Linked DNA regions of Mus musculus: regions 1, 2, 3, 4 and 5 are each linked to region 6. Evidence: chromatin contacts called from public HiChIP or PLAC-seq and promoter capture Hi-C data. All regions are on one chromosome and are shown on one strand. The core of a region is the stretch at or near the end of the contact, and the rest is flanking DNA. Distances in the headings are between cores, read along the strand shown.

Region 1 (3,214 bases), core at 703-3,202, 260 kb after region 6:
TTCTCCTTCTCCTCCTTTTCCTCCTCTTCTTCCTCCTCCTCTTCCTCCTCCTTCTTCTCCTTCTCCTCCTTCTCCTCCTCTTCCTCTTCTTCTTCCTGTTCCTCTTCCTCCTCCTCTTCTTCCTCCTCCTCCTCCTCCTCCTCCTCCTCCTCCTTCTTCTTCTTCTTCTACTTCTTCTTCTTCTCACTCTGTAGACCAGGCTGGCCTCAAACTCATAAATCCGCCTGCCTCTGCCTCTGCCTCTGCCTCTGCCTCCCAAATGCTGAGATTAAAGGTGTGTGCCACCATTGCTCGAGTTCTTCTGCATTTCTTAATTTCTATGCTGCAATGTGTCCTCATGACTGACCCCAGGTTTCCCAAATATCTTCTCTGACTGAGTGTAGAGCTAAGACATGTGCAATGGCCCATCACAGAACAGAACTTCTACCAAACAGATGAAAATGACCTTAGTTATTTAATTATATAAATCATGGTGGTGAATTTTAAGTATTTATTACATTATTTTAAATGTATTTCTACTACCTTGCCTTGTCTGTCCTGGAACAGAAGAACCCTGAACTTCTAAGTCCTGTGTCCTCACCCCCCCCCCCACCTCACCTACAGCACCAAAGCTGGAACCGTGACCTCAGTCTTTCCGAGTTGGGAGGGGAGGGGTGGTTGGGAATTAACCAATGTCCCACAGGTATGGCCTTTGTTTGAGAACAGGATGCAAATAAGTTTCACTTCTATGCTTTGCATGGGCTGAACTCCTCGGGGCTGCGGGGCTGCGGAAGGAGGAACAGTCTCCGGACAAACCGAGGAACAGGGAAATGAGCCTTACTTTGTGTGACACCTTGCCTGGCTTCCCACTCCCATTCTCCTCAGTTTGCTTGGAAACTTGACGATTTGACATTTAAAGGTCAACTGGGTTACCTAAAGGGAGAACAGGTTTCCTGTGAAAGCCACTCAGGAATCAGCTTATCAGGTAGCCTCTGGGGCAGGGAGTGGTCTGCAGAAAAGAACATTTAATGGGACAAAGGGAAGGAGGACCTAGCAACAGTTTTGCGGTGAAGCCTTGGGTTGGTGGACGCTGGGAAGAGGAAAAGACAGACGCGGCAGGCGGTAGGAAGAGGGGCGGAGGAACGTGACCCCGTTCAATCCTATTCATCAGAGCTCTGTTGCTCTGATTTTACACAGTTTTGTGAGGAAGTTCACCTCCTCACTCTTCTGTGTCCTCCACAGCGAAATGCCAGGGATAAAGTGAATGAGGAAGTAAAGCCCAGTGCCTGGCACCTGATCCAACCTCAACATTTCCCAGCCCCCCTCGTAGAGGCCTGTGGGGCCCAGGTGTTGTTCCCATCCCCTCCCCTACTCCCACCCCCACCCCACACTTCGCTTCGCCCCGCCCCCGCCCCCAGTATATTGGTCACTCACTTAGGGAACACCAATTGTCAAGTGCCAATCCTGTTTTAGATAGTCTGGTATGCTCACAACTCTTGTGATGTAGGCTCATACAGGTAGCTAAGAGTATGTTGGAAACCTGGCTTCCTGCTTAGCTAGGGGAGACCTGGGCTAGTCACCCGGCTTCCACTTCTTGTCTATGAATCACCATACCTAGCCTGCAAGATTGTTGCGGGGAGAAGCATTGCTTAATTATTTAGTAGCTGAGTAAGTTGCAGGTATTAAACAGGTCTGTGCGACCTTGGGCAGACCACTCCACTCTCTCTGGGTCTTGGTTTCCTCCTTTGTGTATCTTGGGACGGAAGATCTCAGAGGCGGCCGGTTCTAGCCTTCTGTTATTCTATGACAAACAAGATTGTCTGCCTCACTCTGTCCCTGCCTAGCTACACAGAGATTAGACTGTTTGCTTTTGCAACGCTCAGATAGCAAAGACCTTTGACAGCTGAGAAGGCTCCTTCATTCCCTCCCCTTGAACCCAGTTCAAAGCTGTAGGACAAGGGGCACCAGGATTAGAAAAGAAGGCAGAGCACCAGGTGGCAAGATCTGGGTGTGGCGAAAACTGCCTAGAGGGATAGAAGCCATCTAAGGTGAGGACTTACAGGGAGGACGATGGTTGCTTGAGGCCCGGAGATTCTAGTCCCAAACTGGTAGGGCTTGGGGAGATTTCACACACGCCCACGGGGGCACGCGTGCACACACACACACACATACACACACACACGCACACACCAGTTTCAGAAGACAACTTTTTTTTCCTGAATACTGGCTGGATGAGGCAAAAGCTTTTTCTTAAAAAGGAAAGAGGCACTGTAAATGGTTTTTCTAAAGTAAGAGATGGGAGGTTATAGACAACGCTTAGGACTCCTGGCTTAGAGGTAATGAAGGGATAGACTGAAGGCTGATGGGAATAATTCTCCATGCTGTCCTGAGGTCCGTAACTCAGTAATGGCATGCAGGCTGAACACTCTGAGTGTAGTACACTAGACCTTGGCTGAAAGTGGGAAGATTCTCTCTCACCTGTCCCTGGGGAAGATTGGAAGCACTGGCGGCGATTCATCTACAGAATTCCTTGTTCTTTTCCTTCCCTCCCCTCCCCTCCCCTCCCCTCCCCTCCCTTCCCTTCCCTTTCCTTTCCTTTCCTTTCCTTTTCCTTTTTTTTTTTTTTTTTTTTTTTTTTTTTTTTTTTTTTTTTGAGGCAGGGTCTTAGTGTGCTGCTCAGGCTGTCCTGGAACTCACTATGTACACCAGGCTGACCCTGAATCCAATCAGAGCCACCTGCCTCTGCCTCACAAGTGCTGTATTAAAGACAAGCACCATCATACGTGGCTCCAGACCATCCTAGGTCAATGAGACTATACATAAGATTTGTTTGTGTTTGTTTGTTTGTTTGTTTGTTTGAATGGAAAATTTGGAACTGTGTGTAAGGGCTCGTTTTCCATGATGTGTGGTGGTTTTGTTTGTTTGTTTGGTCTTTTTGTTTTGTTTTATTTTTTGTTTTTCCTTTACTTATTTGAGCACACCCTTGTTTTCCCACTGTAATTTTTTTTTATTGTCAGTCAAGGCCAAGGTGCTGCTCTGCAGTTGAGAGAACTCGCTCATTAAGAAGGGTCTGAGCCAGCCGGGCGTGGTGGCGCACGCCTTTAATCCCAGCACTCGGGAGGCAGAGGCAGGCGGATTTCTGAGTTCGAGGCCAGCCTGGTCTACAAAGTGAGCTCCAGGACAGCCAGGGCTATACAGAGAAACCCTGTCTCGAAAAACCAAAAAACCCAAAAAA
Region 2 (3,429 bases), core at 205-2,704, 210 kb after region 6:
ATGACCTTGAACTCCTAGCCAGCACTGGGATTGCCGAGGTGCATCAGCAAACCTGGCTTCCCTATTCCCATCTTGGGGTTCAACCCAGGGCTTGAACATAGTAGGCACACACACAACCACTGCTCTGTGCCCCAGCCTGAAATGTTACGTTAGGAGGCTGGCAGGTTTTCATTTCTCTTTAGGCTTTGAAGCTTACTTTCACACTCATTCAGAGAGTATTGGGTATCACATGGTGTGAAGACTCTCTCTCTCTCTCTCTCTCTCTCTCTCTCTCTCTCTCACACACACACACACACACACACAAACCTCAATTTCTCTCCCCCCTCCCCCCGATTTCCTAACTCTTACTTGCAGAGCCATCTTGGCTGAGGGTCTGCCTCAGGTGAGAGATGGAGTGTGTTTACCCCAAAGTGCTATGGATCTTCCTTGTCTTTAGTACCATGATGCTCGTTTTACCAAACTCTCTGCCTGTGCCGCCCACTGCTTGTCCCAGCTTCTAACAGGTGAATCTATTTCAGCTTCAAATGAATAAACATGCTCACATGGGATTTTTGCCTATTTTTATCATATTTATAAATTTGGTTTTTGGGGAGCTGGAAACGGCTCGGCGGTTAAGAGCACTGACTGCTCTTCCAGAGGTCCTGAGTTCAATTCCCAGCAACCACATAGTGACTCACAGCCATCTGTAATGGGAATCCAATGCCCTCTTCTGGTGTGTTTGAGGATAGCTACAGTGTATTTACAGTATACATAAAAATAAATAAATCTTTTTAAAATTTTTGGGTTTTGGTAGTGTTTGGATGAGAGTGTGCCCAGTAATTCAAGTTACCTAGCCTAGATATGACACAAGGGGAAAGTAACATTTTCTAAAAATTCAGTATTTCCAAGAAATTGTGGCAACACCATACTTTTCTTTAAGACTTTTGAGGCAGTTTTACTAGGTATGTTATACTGGCCTTGTGACTGTTGTTGAACCTCCAAGTGCAATCTCCCATATTCTGGGATTAGAACTGTCACCCTTTCTAATAATTCACAGTGTGTAATGATGTCTCACAGTGTCACTTTTTAGTATTTTCTATTTGCCAGAAGACTTTGGGCTCACTTAAATGTGTTTATTTAACCCCCACAACATCTCACATGAAGTAGGAATTACTACATTTCTTATTTATATTAAGCAGTGGTTCAATAGCAGTGGGCACCCACATGATTCTCTGAGATGATTGGTAAGAAAATCATTCATTTAATTTTAGCCACGATTAAAATATTTCTGTCAAATTTCCTTTCTATGCAATGCAGTGTCTTCTTGGGGCTTCCCCAGTCATCTATTAGAATAGGTTTTGCACTAAAATCTTTGTAAGGCTACAAAGCATTTCCCCAGGACAGCTATGGCCCCTCCCTGCTTTCTGAGCCACGCCTTCAAATTCATTCCAGGTGTCCTTAGCAAATGACTCCCAAGGCTCAAAGCCATTGGCCAATGCCGAGCCAGGAGCCACGTAGGGCAGAGTCACGCTGTTCCTGGGGTTAGGGGCAAAGGTTGCTGAAGCCAAGCCGGGCTGTGGTCGCAATTAGCCTGCACATCCAGATCGAAGCCTGGAAAGGTAGGGAAATCTTATTTATTCTTATTTATCCTCATTGAGGTGTGGAGAATGGTTGTGTTTGGTTAAGGCATTAAGCGTCGGTCCATCTGTTTTGGTTTTTTGTTTTAATTAAAAGTGGTGTATACGTCTATAAGTTCTTGAGAATTTTAAACACTTCTCTACTTACCTTGCCTCCTGTTCTCTAGTGATGGGTGGGCTTTTTTTTTAAAGATGTTGCTTAGTCTTACAGCTTTCCACTGCGCTTACTTAAAAAATTCTTACATTTAAGCGATACAGTATAAGCAAGGATTTGTCGATGGTGTCGCAAAAGCAGTCTTTAGAGGAGAAAATGTGATAACTAAAATAAGTTAGGAATCAGCAGTCTGATGATACGTGAAACTGGAGCCTTGGTATTTCCTCTTGGGTACTCTACTTTGAGACATTCTTTTTCAAACCGACGATAGTTTTAAGAAATGGATCTAACCACAGGCACTATGCTCTTGACTATAACTATAATACTTTTTAGGACAACTTTCCACGCTCTGTTCTAATATTAACCACAACAACCAGAAAGCAGAGTGTCTTTCTCACCTATCTACTTAAAAATGAAGCGATTTGCATAGCAGTAGAAGCTGAACATCAAGCGGAGCATCTCTCTGTCTTAGGAGCCCTCCTCCATCATGGTGGGAGATGGCTGCCATCAGTCAGTGTGGGCACAGAGCGTTAGACGCGTCTGTCTGTCAGTCCATGCGTCGTCAGCCTGTAGTGTCAGCCGGCTCTCACAGCTACTCACCTGAGCATTCTCTTGTCAGTGTCAAAGGTAAACGTGCCTGTAATGTCTGTAACTAGTTTGCTGCTTTGTTCCGAAAATGGCTCAGCATGGGTTTGTATTCTGTAACAGAATAGACTGGACATTTATTTAAGGGCTGAGAGATGGTAGTGTTGGATAAAAATATTACATCAAAAGCATTTAGTATTTGGTATTTTTATCTGATTTGTAAAGAGAATGTTACTGTGGTTATCACCGGATATTAAGGGTGTATGCGCGCTTATGTGGTGTGTGTGTGTGCGTGTGTGTGTGTATGTGTGTGTGTGTGCGTGTGTGTGTGTGTGCCACAGTGTACTGTATAGGTCTGAGGACAACTTGTGTGGAGTTGGTTCTCTCCGGCCTTTACCTGGCTGTGGGGATCCAGCCAGGTTGTCAGGGTGGCCCAGTGAGCGCTTTACTGACTAAGCCTTCTTTCCGGCACCCTTGCCCTCTTCTTAGTTTTCATCCTGAAATATCCTGCTTTTACTAGATGTGTCCAAACTGTCTTTTTTTCTTCCTGAAGCTCGCTCTCAATGGCACCTTCAATGACTGGTCTCTCGATCTGCGGATTGTGCTTTCGGGCGGAGCAACGGCCACGGTGTTAACTATTTACCTGGCCTGGGAGAATAATTACTAACCACCATCTCGATGTTTCTCAACTCCAAGCTGAGGTTCAAAGGTTCACATGAACCTTGCGGATCAGAGGTCAGACTCAAATTGCTGCAATTTGTTGCTGAATTCTGCCGATATGACAGAAATTCACAGCTATGAGGATTGCTGGATCCACTCCTGCACACAGACCAGGCGGGGCAGTTAATACTGTCATTTGTACAAGTCAGCCTTTGGCACCCAAGTTTAATAAGTAACCAGCTGGTGCCTTAGGTTTCACTGGTACAAGGTGCACGTTATAAAAAGGGTCAGATGTCACTGGGCAAAGATGAAGGCAGTGAGGAGTGGCCATCTCATGGCTACCACCCATGAACTAACTATACACAAAGATCCAGTAGTCTGTTTAGTTCATATTTCTACGGTGTAAATTTCAAC
Region 3 (3,707 bases), core at 432-2,931, 230 kb after region 6:
CTGGTGCCAGAGCTCCAAGAGTGGGAGCAGCCTTCCTGATGTTTATTTGAGTGGGTGGTGGTGACTTGGTACTGGACAAAAAGCTAAATGCCACATGTTAAAAACCCTCTGCCGAGGCTAATCTTTCTCTCCTGGTTTCTTCCTGATTTGTGGTGAGCTCTTTCTTCACACAGAGTATCTCCATCACCCATGAGGTTTTCACCACCTTTGTGACAAAGCTCTCCCTAAAATGTGAATTCTGGCCTTAAATCAACCCCCCTTTTCCTCTTTCCTTTCCCTTCCAAACCCATCATCCCCGACCCCACAACACTCTATCTCTGTCATCAGAATTAACTTGGAGCTCTTAACAGTTTTTCTTCCTCAGCCTCTTGAGTGCTGAGTTTATAAGCATGAACCACTTAAGGCAGCTTAAGTAACATTCTTTAAAACAACAATAGCAGTTGCTAATCTTTCTAGCATATTGTGAGTCAGGTGTCTTCAAGTGTCAATGAATCCTCTCAGGTAGCAGCTGCTGACTAAACCAATTTAGTGATGTGTGTGGGAATGAAAGTCAGAGCTCATGGGACAGGGTTAGAAAGTGGCACACATGAGATTTGAACTCACAGAAAGGACACTTTCATTGTTTGGACTCTCCTCCACCTTTTCCTCTTCCTCTTCCTCTTCCTCTTCTTCTTCTTCTTCTTCTTCTTCTTCTTCTTCTTCTTCTCTCTCTCTCTCTCTCTCTCTCTCTCTCTCTCACACACACACACACACACACACACACACACACTTCAGAACTATGAACCAAAGTTAACTGACAATCCAAGTAATTCTAGAATAAACTCATACTTGCCTTTGATAAAGACTGGTTTTTGAACACTAGAAATAGTTCTTAAGTATAGTGGCAACCTTTGCTGAACCAATTAAAAGCTAAAAATCTGAGTGAAAGATACTCTGAACCTTACTAAAACCCTAACTCAAATCTGAGAGTTTGTGATGTAAGCTTACCTTGTAAGTACAAATGTAACCTAGAACAAAAATTCTACCAGAATCCAGAATAGCGATAGCTTTTTTTTTTGAAAGTATATTTTCATACAGTAGCATATGCCAAGCTGAACAAATGAGTCCCTTCAAATACCCTGCTGTGCTCACTTTGATGCTGGCTGCCCTCCGTGAGGAGGAAAGCGTATTCAGCATGCACAAAGAGAGCATGTACTGGGTGGGTCCTGCCTCCCCAGGAATCTGGCATCCACCGGGATGCTTGGACCATTTGCAGCTCGTGTGGCAAGTCTCTTCAGGTTCTTTCTGGAACAGCCTCTGCAAAGTGCTCTAGCCAAGGCTTAGGTGAGAATCAGACTTATACTTGGATGCCTGAGCCACAGCACCAGAGAAGTCAGCCAGCTTACCTGTGACACGCACCCGGGAGGCTGACACACCAGTCTCCACCAGAACTCACCGGCTAGGCGTCTGTGCTGACTGGTTTAAAGCTGACCCTGGCCCTGGGAACCTTTTGCTTGCTTTCCTGTAAACACAAGAATCTTGCTCAGGGCCAGGATTCTTGCCTCGAGCTCACGTTCAAGTTTCTTATAGTGACATTCCCTGATCCCTTATTTGGAGGTTTTGCCCCAGGAGCCCGTCACATATCATTTCCCCTAATCCTCCCCCTATGAGGAGGATCATTTGCTGCAGCTGTGGTGTGAACTCTGAGTCAGGCTGACACTGCGACTCATTCCCAGAGCTTCTACCTCATTGCTCCATGCCTGTTTCTTTCTCTGTAAGGTAGAGACCCTAATGATACCCCTTCCCCATGGTATCCATCCATGGGGATACACAGAGCACAGCGCTGCCTTTTACATAACAGTCTCTACGGATGAGTCTGTGAAGCTTTGAAGAGTTTACAGGGTCCCCCTCGTGGTTCACCACTGGAGGACTCAAGATCACCCTTGCTCTCTCCGACTCCATCTGTTTCGTGTGCTCTGAAATCTGAAGTACTCTGACGGCTCCCCTGAACTGGAGAAGTCTATGCTATGTGTCTGGATGCTTGTTGCACTCATAGCCAGTCCACACCTCTACCTTAAACAAGGATCTTGACATTCAGTATTTGGCATCTGTCTCAGACACTTCCCTGCACAGCATGCTGCCGTGTGTTCCTGCCCTTGCCCTTCTAAAGAGAATATTCTAGGCCAGTCTAGAAGGCACAAGCCTCTTCCTTGCTCGCCCTCCTGGGAGCTGAGGTTGCAGCTGTGTGCTGCCACACCCAGTCCAAGGCTAATTTTTAATCCCTTTGTTTGTTTGTTTGTTTGTTTGTTTGTTTGTTTTTTGACTTGTATTTTGACTTGGTTTCTCCTTGTATCCCTCCCTGGCTGTCCTCCCTGTAGACCAGGCTGGCCTTAGACTCTGACTGCCTCTGCCTCCCTAGGGCTGGGATTAAAGTCATGCCCCAGCACCACCTGGCTAATCTCAGGGCCTTGCACTAGCTGGACAAATATTCCACCACTGAACTACAGTCTTAAAGGCCAGCCTGGAACCTGATACATTGCTAAGCATGACCTCAAACCCCTGATCTTCCGTATCTCCTAAAAGCTGGAGTGTCTCCTAAAAGCTGGAGTGATCAGCCTGTGATGTCACACCAGGCCTTCAAGGTTCATTTTATGTCTGTTTGTTTGCTTATTTATTAGTCTCGTGTGTGTGTGTGTGTGTGTGTGTGTGTGTGAGTGAATGTGACTGTGTGTCTGTGTGAGTAGATATACACATATACACATAGGCCAGATGAAGAGGTAGGCTTCCTTGGAACCGGAGTTATAAATGTTTACAGGATACCCAGCTCGTGTGGATGTTTGTTGGGTCTCAACTCTAGCTCACATGACTGTGCAACAAGCACCCTTAACCACTGAGCCATTTCTCTAGCTCCCTGGGGCTAGTATTTTTTTTTCTTCCCTATCACAAGGCCATTTCTTTTCCTTTTTTAAATATAATTTTTAATTAAAATATAATTACACCATTTCCCCCTCTTGCCTTTTCTCCTTCTAATCCCTCCCAGGTATCCAGCCCTCCTGGTTCTCCCCCAAATTCAGGACTAATTATTAAATTCTGAGGTGGCTGGGCATTGACCTTGAGGACTGTGATCTTATTAGAAACAAATTGTTAAGAAGTCAAGCTTGACCCTTTGGAAGCAGTTCCTGGTCAGTAGGCAGGCATGTAAAGAGCTTAGACTTCAACTTCCTTGTGTCTCAGCATAATTCAGCTAGCTGGGAGGTGAGCGCCACAAGGCCTACCTGCAGCTAACATGGGGATGCACAGGGTTAGCTTACTCAGAAACTATTGGGTGGGTGGGGGATAGATGGGTGAATGGTAGATAGATGATAGATGGATGGATGGGTAGAAGAATGAAAACGTCCTCTGTCTCTCAAACTGTCATTCACATGAGAGGGTCAGGAACTGAGTCGTGCCCTCTCACCAATATTTCTTTGTCCAGATTTCATAAATACTGCACTGCAGCTTAGATTAAGATGAGAGCCTGCATGGGGGGTTGTGGGGCAAGGGATGGAACTGGGACTATGGGAATATATTTTATCTATGTGTGAAACTATCAGAGAGTGATAACGCATGCCCGAAATACCAGCACTTAGGAGGCTGAGCAAGGTGGTTGTCATGAGCTAGAGGCTAACCTGGGACCGGCCAACCTGTTCAAAGAAAACAACAACAGATTGTATATGAAATACATGTGA
Region 4 (3,396 bases), core at 489-2,988, 240 kb before region 6:
GAAGCAACATAGCACAAAACAATAAACCCTGCTACGGCTGGCAGAGGAGCAGTCCTCAACAGGCAAGAAGGAAATCAGGTTCAACATGGCTTAGTTAGCCAGTGCTGGGCACTCTAAAGTCTGATCCAAGCAGTTGATTTTTGACACTTAAGCACACACAGTATGACTTAAGAAAAATGTTTCCTTATGACAATTATTAAGGCGTGACTACATTTTGCAAAGCATGACCTCCTACTTAAGAGTGGGTTCTATTGACTGGGAAATAGTGCCTAGGATAAGGGTCTAGAGGGGGGTCTGGAATAAACCTAATAGCAGACTCCTTTGCAAAGTGCATAGGACCTCATTAATGGGTTCTATTGGGTTCTATTGACTGAGAAACAGTGCTCAGGAGTCCAGGTGAAACATGGCTCTACAGATAGCCGAAGGTCACCAGGTTATTGATCACACCCACTTCCAACCTTCTGGGCTGAAACAGGTGTGAATCCCTTCCTTTGAAGAGAAAAGCCTGTGAGTTTAAGGGCCCTGATTTCTCTAGTCCTGTCCTTGAGTAGGAGCACCCTGTGCCCTCTGCATAAGGCATATGATAAGGTTTCACACACTGCTAGGTAGTAGACGGGTTCTGTAATAGTTATTGCAAGGAGTATACTGATAAAGAGGAAAAGCCCATGAAGATTCTATAAAGAAAGAAGAAAGAAGTTCAGCTACATGCAAAAGAAGAAACATAGACAGGAAAACATAATAGGGAATAAAATCTCAAATCTGGAAGTAGTATAATACTTGTATTTCTGTTTGAGTAGTTAAGGACATTTTATTTATCAGCCAAGAAGCAGTGTTTACCAAAAAAGTATTTGACACAGGCCAGCCTAGACTACATGAGACCTTGTCTCATATACTAATATTATAATCATTATTGTTAATGTTTTGAGAAAGTACCTTGTAAGGTAGTGGGAATCACCCGGACTTGTATCATGGTGGCTTATGTACTCTGTTTCTATTTAAAAGTTTCGTTCATGTTTTTTCTCTCTCTAGAGCCTTTTGTCTTGTTCTCACCAAGCTTTGTAGAGAAGGTATCTTGAGGCCATTTTACAGACATAGTTTCAAAGGCTAAGTGACACCCCCTGCCCCCAACCTCTCACTGAAACAGAGACAAAGCCTTCCCTTCTCCAAGTTTCTAGAATGTTCCTGCATTTCCAGAGACAGCTCCCAGGAGAACCACTATTTCTATTGTTTTTGGAATTTTTTTTGCTTGCTAAATTTCTCAAGAAGTCTTGTAGAAGAACAGGGGTCACTTAACAAGCAACATCAAAGGGTCTGTGTTAGACTTGCCTGTATTTGTACTCTGTGACTTCAAATGCTTAAGGACCAATACTGGAATTTTCTGAGAACTAATAAATAAACGAAGAAGGCATCTCAACAGCCTGTGTGCTCAGTCAGCCTAGCACACTTCAGACCTTCTGTGTAGCCTGGTATGTTAAGCTTTGTTCTCTTATACTCCAGTACTCTGGCTTTTTAAAACCATTGCTGAGTTGAAGAAAAGGGGAGGTAGATGCTGTAGCTGCCATGTAGCTCTCTGGAGTGAGAGGGGAGACAACTGACAAATAAGGCAACAGAACAACCACAGACAGACAGACAGACAGACCTTGAGCCAGAGGACAAAAGCTGCGCACACCCCATAGGTTCTGAGGACCTTGCCAGGTCACCTAGCCCAGGTCCAGCAGCACACACGTGAGTGAAGTCAGCCCCTCTCTCTGTGATCTTGGCTCCAGGCCTGCCTGGGTCAGTAACTTGCATTTATCTCTGGTTCTGTGTAGTCCATTTGTAGCTGGTATTGGAGCTTCAGCAAGCGTCTGACTGTCAGTTTGTCCTGCGTGCCTCGTGGCGGAAGAAACCCAGCACCTGCCTGGTCACGGCAGACTTGCTCCCCACCCCCTCCCACCCCCACCCCCACCTCCGTGCGCCTGTGCTCATGTTCCAACACAGCAAAATAATTAGTGGTGTCACCGACATTCGTGAGTGCCCAAACAATGATTAATCATACTTTGAATTCTCTGGGAGAAACATTAGTGCTCTGTGGTTGAAATTAAACCCATTTAGTGCTGAGGCAGGTAATCCTTCAGTTATTGTGAGAATCTTGGCCATTCTCAGTGACTTCTGGAGATTTTTTAAAAAGCAGAAGTCTTACCATGTCATAACGGGCAATGGTGTGTTGAGAATTAATGAGTCACGGAACATGTTATTTTTGAAGAGCGCAAGCCACCTTCTTGCGAGTTTGCACCACTGTTCCTCTGACAAAAATGATGCATCAGGCAAAGCTAGTTTTACAAATTTTATTTCCAAATTCATCTTTAAGGTCAGTAGCCCCAAATACTTACACTGGAATACTATCTGGAAATAGTTAACTGAGGAGCAGTGGCAGCCAGGACTGTTGACATAAAGTATTTACTTTGAAGAGAATTCTTAGCATTTTTGCCCCACATCAGCACAACAAGAATTTGTAGGGGGTTTGGGGGGGGGAGGAACATTAATGTATTTGTCAAGGATTAATGACCTGCTGGAACATTTGTGGTGGGGAATATGTTATGGGTAGTGTCATAAATACAGTAATTAAAAAGCTGCACAGTAAACACTTTGGACTGGCTGGTAGATTCCTTTCCTCCTCTGGCTTGCATCCGAGTGAGTAGTGTGTTTATTCTGCCCCCTTGCCTTCTTGAGTGAAAGGGGAATGGCTGGCTCCGAGGTCTGTTTCAGTGCTGCTAGTGCGCTCTGAGGCCAAGGGCAAGCCAGGCGTGTGCAAGGTACTCTACACCTGAGCACTGGAGAAAAGTGTGTGTGTGTGTGTGTGTGTGTGTGTGTGTGTGTGTGTTGTGTATTGTTACCAACATAGTGGAATTAGACTGTGTATTAGTCAGAGTTCTCTAGAGTTACAGAACTTATACAGTAAGAGAATTTGTTGATGACTTACAGTCTGCAGTTCAACTCCCAGCAATGGTCAGCAGCAGCTGTGAATTAAAGTCCAGGGATCTAGCAGTTGCTCAGTCCCAACAAGGCAAGCAGTCAAAGGAGAGAGTAAATCTTCCTTCTTCTAGTGTCCTTATGTAGTCTCCAGCAGAAGGTGTAGCCCAGATTAAAGGTGTGGGCCACCATGCCTTTAATCCCAGATGACCTTGAAAGCAGAGATCTTCCTGTCTTTATCTTCTGGGATTCATAGCCACTATGCCTCAAGATCTCCATGACAAGATAGACCCAGAAACTTCTATCTCCCAGCCTCCAGATTGGGATCACTGGTGAGAATTGGAAGCAATTCTGGATTGTAGTTCATTCCAGCTTTAGTCAAGTTGACAACCAGGAATAGCCACTACAGACTGGAAGGATCAAACTACTTTCTCACAGTCAAGG
Region 5 (3,611 bases), core at 46-2,545, 130 kb after region 6:
TTTATTTCTTTTTATTTTATCTGTACTGGTGTTTTACCTACATGTATGTCTGTGTGAGGGTGTCAGATTCCTTGGAAGTGGAGTGACAGGCAGTTGTGAGCCACTGTGTGGGTACTGGGACTTGAACCCGAGTCCTCTGGAGGACCAGCTAGTATTCTTAACCACTGAGCCATCTCTCCAGCCTCTTTTAAATTGTTATTATTAATGTGTGTGTGACTATGCATGTGAAGTGGATATGATGACTATATAAATACAACTTGCTGGGCTCATTTTGTGTCCTTGTGCGCATGTATGATCTCAGGGCTGGTCACTGGGTATTGGGTAACTTGGTGACAGGCTCATTCTCTCAGTATTCCTTGGTTACCTTTAGTTCTTTGTTAAGGGATGGGGCTCCATGAGATCACCCCCTTCCATCTTAGCTTGTCTTTGGTGTTCTGCTTTTTCAGGTCTCAGTTAGGCAGCTGTGTTGTTGAGGCACCACGGGTGAAGGTTTCCTGTTATTTCTAGGAGGTACAGTTTCACAGCAGATTTTGTGTTGCTCTGGCTCTCACAATCCTTCTACCCACCCCCACCCCCCCTCTTCTGCATTGTTCCCCAAGCCTTAGGTACAGGAGTTGTGTTGTACACTGGGGCTGGGTGCCTCACTATTATTTTTTTTTCTCTGTGCATTGATTGGTTGTGGTTTTTCTGTAATGGTTTCTGCCTGTTGCAAAGAAAAATTTCTTTGAGGGACAAGAACTACACTTACGTGTGCATAAGCATATGCATTTAGAGTGCAGCTAGGATTTATGTTTGTTTTGTTATGTGGCCTCAGTAGAATCTCCAACATCCATGATCTCTGCAGCCCCAGGATGTGGGCTAGGTTTCCAGGACCAGGAACGATTTCCGTCCTGTTAAGTAGATCTTAAGTCCAATCAGAGAGCTAATTGTTGGTGGTCACCAAAATGTGAGTGCCACTATTGCACTCCTACGGTTAATGTGCCATGCTGGGTGCCATGACTCAGACGGTTCAGCTGGGTAGGATATTGGTGGTTCGCTTCCCTTGGAAGCTTGGTACCATAGTACCAGAAGGTGCTATGAAGTTAGTTGAGGGTTCACTCTTATCTTCACTCTCTAGATGAAGAAATTAAAGTTAAATTTTCATTAGTTAAGGTAATATCTAATTAAAACAAATTCCTCCAAGTCTTGTCATTTGGGGTAACTCAAGGTCTCATTGTGTTGGAATTGGGGATTGAGAGCTGTAGAAGGAGGCTGTCACTTCAGGCAGAGAACCCCAGAGGAAGCTTTGTAGCTTAGTATGCCCAGTTGCTAACCAATACACAAGCCAGTGAAGCTCTCTTAGCATGTGAATTCAACACTTTGTTCCTTTTCTTTTATTTCTTGCTTCCCTTTTTTCTTTTCTTAGACCATTAAGGGTCTTAAGGACAGATTAGGTGACCACATTTAAGTTAACAAACGGAGAATGCTGCCGTTGATTCTTGATTAAGATGTGGCTGAAAGTGCTTCGGGCTGCTGTCAGCTCTGGGTAAGCCCCAGCTTTCCTGAATGGCTGAGGAGTCAGAGGGCATGTTTTGCAGTTGGACGGGACCATAGGGGATTTCTGATTTGACATTTCATCCAGGGCAGACAAGCCTCTCCAGCATTTGTGATAGCAAACCTGGTACCTGTGTGCGTAGCTCCCTGACACTGCTATTCTAATGACTTTATTTTACAGAGTGCAACTAGACACAGGAAAGTTAAATAGTTTTCCCTAAAACAAACTTCCAATTAGATCTACAGACCCAGTTTCTGGGGCTACTTATTTATTTATAAACAGGATCTCAGTATGTAGCCTTCTCTGGCCTGAAACTCTCTATGTAGACAAGATCTGCCTCCGTCTCCCAAGTGCTGAGGTTAAAGGCTTGTGCTCCATTCCCCTTTAAGAAGTAGGATCTTGCTTTGTAGTCCAGACTAGCCTTGAACTCATGATCTTCCTGACCAATCTTCCAAATGCTGGGATTACAGACATGCCACCATCATGCCTGGCTAGGATTTTCTTTATAGCTTTCATCTGTGGAGCCTAGTTCTGCCCTCGAGGATAATATCACAGACCTTTTTGGGGGGATGAAAGCCACCCTTCTAGGGAGGAAAAGGGTTGTATTGGTTTAGTTTCCTGAATGATGCTGGGGCTCCAGTGATCAGTGATGGTTAGTATCGAGAAGCCACCTCTTAGGTAGAATGGACAACCACAGTCTGTTGTCTCTTGATGTGGTCTCTCCACAGTGTCTTCCCTGTAAGGTAGATAAACTTTATTTATTTTTTTCTTTTAAGGTTGGTTGTGTAGGCACAGCCCTTTTAATTTCAACAATTGGGAGGCAGTGGGCAGTAGATCTCTGTGAGTTTCAGGCTGGCTTGGTCTTACATAGTGAGTTCTAGTGCAGTCGGGGCTAAAGAAACCCTGTCTCAAACAACTGGAAAAAAATAAGATAGAAAGGAAGAAACAAGGAAAGAAAGAAGGGAGGAAGGTGAAGGGAAGGGAAGGGAAGAGAGAAAGGGAAGGGAAGGGGAGGGAAGGGAAGGGAAGGGAAAGGAAGGGAAGGGGAGGGGAGGGAAGGGAAGGGAAGGGAAGGGAAGGGAAGGGAAGGGAAGGGAAGGGAAGGGAAGGGAAGGGAAGGGAAGGGAAGGGAAGGGAAGGGAAGGGAGAGTAGATGAGTGTCACTTCCAGGTCAAAGCAGTCACAGACCACCTAGTTCATCAGAGCGTCTATAGGAGGAACAGCAGGATTGGACACACACTAAGGGTCAAATTAAACATGTCTTTGCTAAACTCACTTTCCTAGATTGTAATAATTTTGTCCTTTAAAGTCCTCTTAGTGAACTATTTTGGGGCATTTGGACTTTTAGAGCTTTCTTTAAAAAAAAAAAAACCCAAACCAACAGCAACAAAACTTCATCCGATGATAATCACCATTTTCATCCGCGTGACTCACTTGCAGAAGGATGGTGAATCCATTTTCCAAGATGGGCGTCATTTTCCACTGTGTACTAGGGTCTCCTAAATTAGGCAAGTGCTCTACTACTGAGTGAACATCTCCAGGCTTTTCAAAGTTGGTTTGGGATAGGGTCTGGATAAGCGCCTTTAAGCTCACTGGCCTCTCAACTCAGCCTCCCATAGCCAGGTAGCTGAGCTACGGTGAGCTTCACAGTGGCCTTGCTGTTTTGTTTTCTCATTAGACATTGTGCTAGTGCAGCTGTAGCTTAGATAAGAGGAGAGGACAGAGTGGAGGGTGACATCACATGCCCTTACTCCCAGCACTCCAGAGACAGAGGCAGGGGGATTTTGTGAGTTTTGGTTTACCTAAGTCCCAGGCTGCCCAGGGGAGAGAGGGGGAAGTGGTTGGATGCCATGAGATAGAGACTGCAATATCAGTGAGATACTTTTAAAAATGATTCATCATTGAAAAGCATTTCTGATGCTTTAATCATTCTTCCTTCACTGATTGGCTCTGATTGATTATATCTATTCATTGATTGGCTCTGATTGATTATATCTATTTGTTTTTCTTAGCATGTATGTGTGCCTCCTTACGGGTCTGTGGGTGGAAGTCAACTTTCAGGGACTGATTCTTTTCA
Region 6 (3,433 bases), core at 894-3,393:
CTATCTACAGTTATCCTTACACTTGGGAGTTGGCAGTTAACTACCATGAAGGAGCTCTGGAGATTTGAGTCTAGCACTTTGGAGGCAAATTAGAAAGGAGAATCCTATTTACACTTGGCACTCCAAATTAAAGCTATTGGCTAAGAATTGAATAACCCTTTTCGGGTTGACTCAGTTGAGGTATTTACTGTTTAAAGATTATGCTTTTCTTCTTCTGTCTCTCTGCTGTCTCCCTTGGCGCTGTCACACCTCGTGAACATAAAACACAAGGTGCAAGCACACACACACGAACTCGGTGGAGCTACATAGAGGGAGAGGGGATGAGCAAGGGAAGCGCCCCCTCTTCCCATTCATGGACTTGTTCCCTGGTTTCTTTGCTGTTTGTTCTTTTCTTTTTCTTTTTGAGAAGGGCCTGGCTCTATAGCCCATCCTGGCTTGGAACTCCAAATCCTCAAGGCTCAGCCGCTGGGAGTACAGGCCTATACAACCATGTCGGCTCCTGCTCTTTTTAACGACCCCACTATACCTATCTAAGGGCAAATGCAGTCGAATTCTCTAGTCCCCCTTAGGACGCCTTCATTTTTAGACTGTTGTGATACACATATGTTTGAGGAGCTAGGCTGCATTCCATTAATTCCCACTCCCACCCTCCACCCTACCCCCAACCCCCCACCCCCGCCTCCTGAAACAGAATCTCACTTTGTGGCCCAGGTTGGCCTTGTACTACGTATAAGCCACCGTGCCTGGCTTTTCCATTTTCTTTTAGCGCTGCTCTTTAGGAACTGCTATTACTTACACTTCAGGGTACTGAAAGCCAACTCATAGGACAAGCGCTGGAAAGATTCATCCTCGGAGCGGGAGGAGGAGGGCTGCAGGGGTTCACTTCCGTAATTTATTATGACTTTGTCTGGCGACCTTTGGATCCGAATACCCTGAAAAATGTTCGCTGCCGTAACGTACACGGAGTCTGGGTAGCTGGGTTTTTCTAGGACGACGGTTGAAGAGTTTGTATTGGCGACTACATCCCCCGACATCTCCAGGGAAGCGAGTTGGGAGATCTCCTCCATGTTTTCTTGGTCAAAAAGGTCCCTTTCACTCGTTGGGTCCAGCATGTTTGCCCCTGATGTCAATAACTCAAGCTTCAAGTTCAAATCATGTGGTCCAGGGAGATCTCTATCCTTGTAGTCTTAAGCATCGTCTCTGAGAAAAGAGAAGGTTATCTTAGTAAATCTCTGTATCTACAGCACCTATCTTAATTCTCTCTCTCTCTCTCTCTCTCTCTCTCTCTCTCTCTCTCTCTCTCTCTCTCTCTCTCTCTCTCTCTCTCTCTCTCTTTTCGAGACAGGGTTTCTCTTTGTAGCCCTGGCTGTCCTGGAACTCACTCTGTAGCCCAGGCTGGCCTTGAACTCAGAAATCTGCCTGCCTCTGCCTCCTAAGTGCTTGGATTAAAGGCATGCGCCACCACCGCCTGGCTTGATGTCCCCTTTTTTTGTGACCTTAGAGACATGACATGTACTAGCCCATCGGAACATCCCATACTTCCAACTGCAATGAAAACTTGCACAGGGGGTGGGGGGAGGGGGGGAGACAGCTGGAGAACCTCACCACCACAACCACCAGCATCACCACCACCAGCACCCTTTGTCACAGCCCATTAAGGACAGACCCACTAGGTCCCCCTAAGCATCCCGGCATCCCAGGGAGTAAAGGTCCTATCACCTTCTCCGCGAATCCGCCCTTCTCTGGGGTTGGGATGTTTTCCGGGGCTCTGGGGCTGAAGACGCGGCAGCCTCTGCACTTGGGGCGATGGAGGAGGTAACAGGCCCTCGGGAGCCCCGGGAAGCCGCGGCCCGCGGAGGCCGTTTGGTTTAAGTGCAGCCACACCACCCACCGGGTTCGGCCGGGGGAAAGCGCTCGGCGCCCGCGCCAGCTACGTCCAGGGTCCCTGAGGGAGACGCTGCCTCCTCGGGGCTCGCCCTCGCGCTCCGGGGACACTGCTCAGGCCGAGCTCTCGGCTCTCTCCGGGTCCCTGAAAGAAAGCGGAGCTCTGGGTCCCTAAGGGGACACTTCTCGTGACCGTCCCGGAGCTCGTGAGGCAGCCCTAGTGGGTAAGGCAGCAAGGAGCAAGGAGCTGGGTCCACACTGAACCCTGGATGCGGAAATCGGGTCCCTCAGGGTGCCCGGATCTCCATGGCAACGGGAGGGGGCGGGGGAAGGGCTCTGCGCCAGGCTTTCCCAGTGGGAACTGGTAGGGGTGACTCTTCACCAGTTTCTTGTACTCCTGTGGGCAGTTGGCAGCCGTTCAGCCCCACTTGGAAGCTCAGGCCAGGGTTCCTGAGCATTCTGGCTTGGTCTCCTTCTTTAAACACTTAGAGATTGAAGTAGGTGAAGTAGTTCCGGCGGTTTAACTCTCAGGCACCTGAAGCCCGTTAAAATGGAGATGGCTGGACCCATCATCAGGGATTCTGAGTCTAGGCATGAGACTCAAAAATTCGCTTTTCTTTTCTTTTCTTTTCTTTTCTTTTCTTTTCTTTTCTTTTCTTTTCTTTTCTTTTCTTTTCTTTTCCTTTCTTTTCTTTTCCTTTCTTTTCTCTTCTTTTCTTTTCCTCTTCTCTTCTCTCTCTCTCTCTCTCTCTCTCTCTCTCTCTCTCTCTCTCTCTCTCTCTCTTTAAATTTTGTAATCCCTGTATCCCTGTGCAATTAGCCCAAAGGCCATGGTATGGAGGACTCATGCATCTGCTAGCAGTATCTTACCAACTCAGTAAATCTTTGAGAAAGGCAAGGTTTCTGGTAGGTGGCCCCTGTTGCTCATCCCGAGTCCACTTGTAGGCAGAAGGGGGAGGAAGACAACATGCCCATGCCTTCCAAGGACAGGGCTGGAAAGATGCACACATCATTTTGCTTGGTTTCCACTCCAGAATTAGTCACAGAACATGCTTAATAACAAAGGCTGGGGAATGCATCCAACTAAAACTCAAGGGAATTCCTGTAAGCTGGGTGTGGGGGGGGGGGGATTCATAATGACAGAAAGGCGTTGTCCTGTTATATGCATACCTCTTCCCCCTGATTTGAGCAAGTGTTTATTAAATCTTACTTTCTGTTTGCCATTGTGTTCAGAACTGAAAGCAGAAACCAAACAGGACCAGGGACCTGCCATCACAACTGTGACAGTTGGGGAACTCAGATCTTGGCAGCCTTCATTTTTTCATTATTGATATCTGTGTACATACCTATATCTGTGTACATACCTATATTGATTGACCTTCTCTATTCTTTCCAGATATAAAACACACACTCTAAAATAGTTCTGCTAGACCTTTTTTTTCCTCCATTTTTAATTAGGTATTTACTTCATTTACATTTCAAATGCTATCCTGAAAGTCCCCTATACCCTACTCCCAACCCCCACCGCCACGGCCCCCACCCCCACCCC

Evidence for each region. Promoter capture Hi-C pulls out the DNA fragments that hold promoters and counts their contacts. HiChIP or PLAC-seq counts read pairs in DNA pulled down with a chosen protein or histone mark. Capture Hi-C pulls out chosen DNA fragments and counts their contacts.
Region 1: a contact with region 6 is called in a promoter capture Hi-C map of adipose tissue. The contact joins the promoter of 9130230L23Rik here to the promoter of Nsun7 in region 6. A contact is called at or near these places in 11 of 39 promoter capture datasets (the 3T3-L1 cell line, the C10 cell line, the HPC-7 cell line and 5 more), 2 of 15 datasets of contacts at CTCF or cohesin (large pre-B cells and pro-B cells), 7 of 484 Hi-C or Micro-C datasets (bone marrow-derived macrophages, brown adipocytes, embryonic stem cells and 3 more), 4 of 115 datasets of contacts at active chromatin or transcription factors (bone marrow-derived macrophages, effector CD8 T cells, embryonic stem cells and 1 more) and 4 of 9 other capture datasets (adipose tissue, bone marrow-derived macrophages, liver and 1 more).
Region 2: a FOXA1 HiChIP or PLAC-seq map of pancreatic cancer cells shows a contact between it and region 6. The contact joins the enhancer-like site here to the promoter of Nsun7 in region 6. A contact is called at or near these places in 6 of 39 promoter capture datasets (the 3T3-L1 cell line, the C10 cell line, HPC-7-derived erythroid cells and 2 more), 2 of 15 datasets of contacts at CTCF or cohesin (large pre-B cells and pro-B cells), 5 of 484 Hi-C or Micro-C datasets (bone marrow-derived macrophages, embryonic stem cells, group 2 innate lymphoid cells and 1 more), 9 of 115 datasets of contacts at active chromatin or transcription factors (CD8 T cells, bone marrow-derived macrophages, embryonic stem cells and 4 more) and 3 of 9 other capture datasets (adipose tissue, liver and pancreatic islet).
Region 3: a contact with region 6 is called in a promoter capture Hi-C map of trophoblast stem cells, with 3 times the contacts expected there. The contact joins the enhancer-like site here to the promoter of Nsun7 in region 6. A contact is called at or near these places in 10 of 39 promoter capture datasets (the 3T3-L1 cell line, 3T3-L1-derived adipocytes, embryonic stem cells and 6 more), 1 of 15 datasets of contacts at CTCF or cohesin (the NIH/3T3 cell line), 1 of 484 Hi-C or Micro-C datasets (bone marrow-derived macrophages) and 2 of 115 datasets of contacts at active chromatin or transcription factors (bone marrow-derived macrophages and craniofacial prominence).
Region 4: a FOXA1 HiChIP or PLAC-seq map of pancreatic cancer cells shows a contact between it and region 6. The contact joins the enhancer-like site here to the promoter of Nsun7 in region 6. A contact is called at or near these places in 2 of 39 promoter capture datasets (the 3T3-L1 cell line and stem cell-derived epiblast-like cells), 1 of 484 Hi-C or Micro-C datasets (nephron progenitors) and 2 of 115 datasets of contacts at active chromatin or transcription factors (microglia and pancreatic cancer cells).
Region 5: a contact with region 6 is called in an H3K27ac HiChIP or PLAC-seq map of microglia, with 5 times the contacts expected there. The contact joins the enhancer-like site here to the promoter of Nsun7 in region 6. A contact is called at or near these places in 3 of 39 promoter capture datasets (3T3-L1-derived adipocytes, liver and stem cell-derived epiblast-like cells), 1 of 15 datasets of contacts at CTCF or cohesin (large pre-B cells), 5 of 484 Hi-C or Micro-C datasets (embryonic stem cells, liver, megakaryocyte progenitors and 1 more), 2 of 115 datasets of contacts at active chromatin or transcription factors (embryonic stem cells and microglia) and 1 of 9 other capture datasets (liver).

Annotation. Positions count from the first base shown.
Region 1 is chr5:66,003,023-66,006,236 of GRCm38.p6, reverse strand. 9130230L23Rik (RIKEN cDNA 9130230L23 gene) reads left to right here and starts at 1,952. Exons shown (of 7, transcript NR_027961.1): 1 at 1,952-2,027.
Region 2 is chr5:66,052,651-66,056,079 of GRCm38.p6, reverse strand. All of the region lies in intron 3 of Rbm47 (RNA binding motif protein 47), which reads left to right. Among named protein-coding and RNA genes, the nearest start is that of Gm40310, 44 kb to the right of the region's middle. Within about 2 kb of position 1,454, at least 36 of the 459 cell types and tissues checked have an H3K27ac peak or open chromatin away from gene starts, as enhancers often do. A contact at or near this core is called in intestinal crypt epithelium, liver, pancreatic cancer cells and 1 more, where this site is marked.
Region 3 is chr5:66,032,490-66,036,196 of GRCm38.p6, reverse strand. The region is part of intron 4 of Rbm47 (RNA binding motif protein 47); the gene reads left to right. Among named protein-coding and RNA genes, the nearest start is that of Gm40310, 24 kb to the right of the region's middle. Within about 2 kb of position 1,681, at least 30 of the 459 cell types and tissues checked have an H3K27ac peak or open chromatin away from gene starts, as enhancers often do. A contact at or near this core is called in trophoblast stem cells, where this site is marked.
Region 4 is chr5:66,496,338-66,499,733 of GRCm38.p6, reverse strand. The region is part of intron 2 of Apbb2 (amyloid beta (A4) precursor protein-binding, family B, member 2); the gene reads left to right. Among named protein-coding and RNA genes, the nearest start is that of Gm52775, 5.4 kb to the left of the region's middle. Within about 2 kb of position 1,738, at least 47 of the 459 cell types and tissues checked have an H3K27ac peak or open chromatin away from gene starts, as enhancers often do. A contact at or near this core is called in pancreatic cancer cells, where this site is marked.
Region 5 is chr5:66,125,840-66,129,450 of GRCm38.p6, reverse strand. The region is part of intron 2 of Rbm47 (RNA binding motif protein 47); the gene reads left to right. Among named protein-coding and RNA genes, the nearest start is that of Gm26725, 23 kb to the left of the region's middle. Within about 2 kb of position 1,295, at least 12 of the 459 cell types and tissues checked have an H3K27ac peak or open chromatin away from gene starts, as enhancers often do. A contact at or near this core is called in microglia, where this site is marked.
Region 6 is chr5:66,258,608-66,262,040 of GRCm38.p6, reverse strand. It overlaps Nsun7 (NOL1/NOP2/Sun domain family, member 7), which reads right to left and starts at 2,143. Exons shown (of 13, transcript NM_001302833.1): 1 at 1,720-2,143; 2 at 797-1,200. The coding sequence starts at 1,112.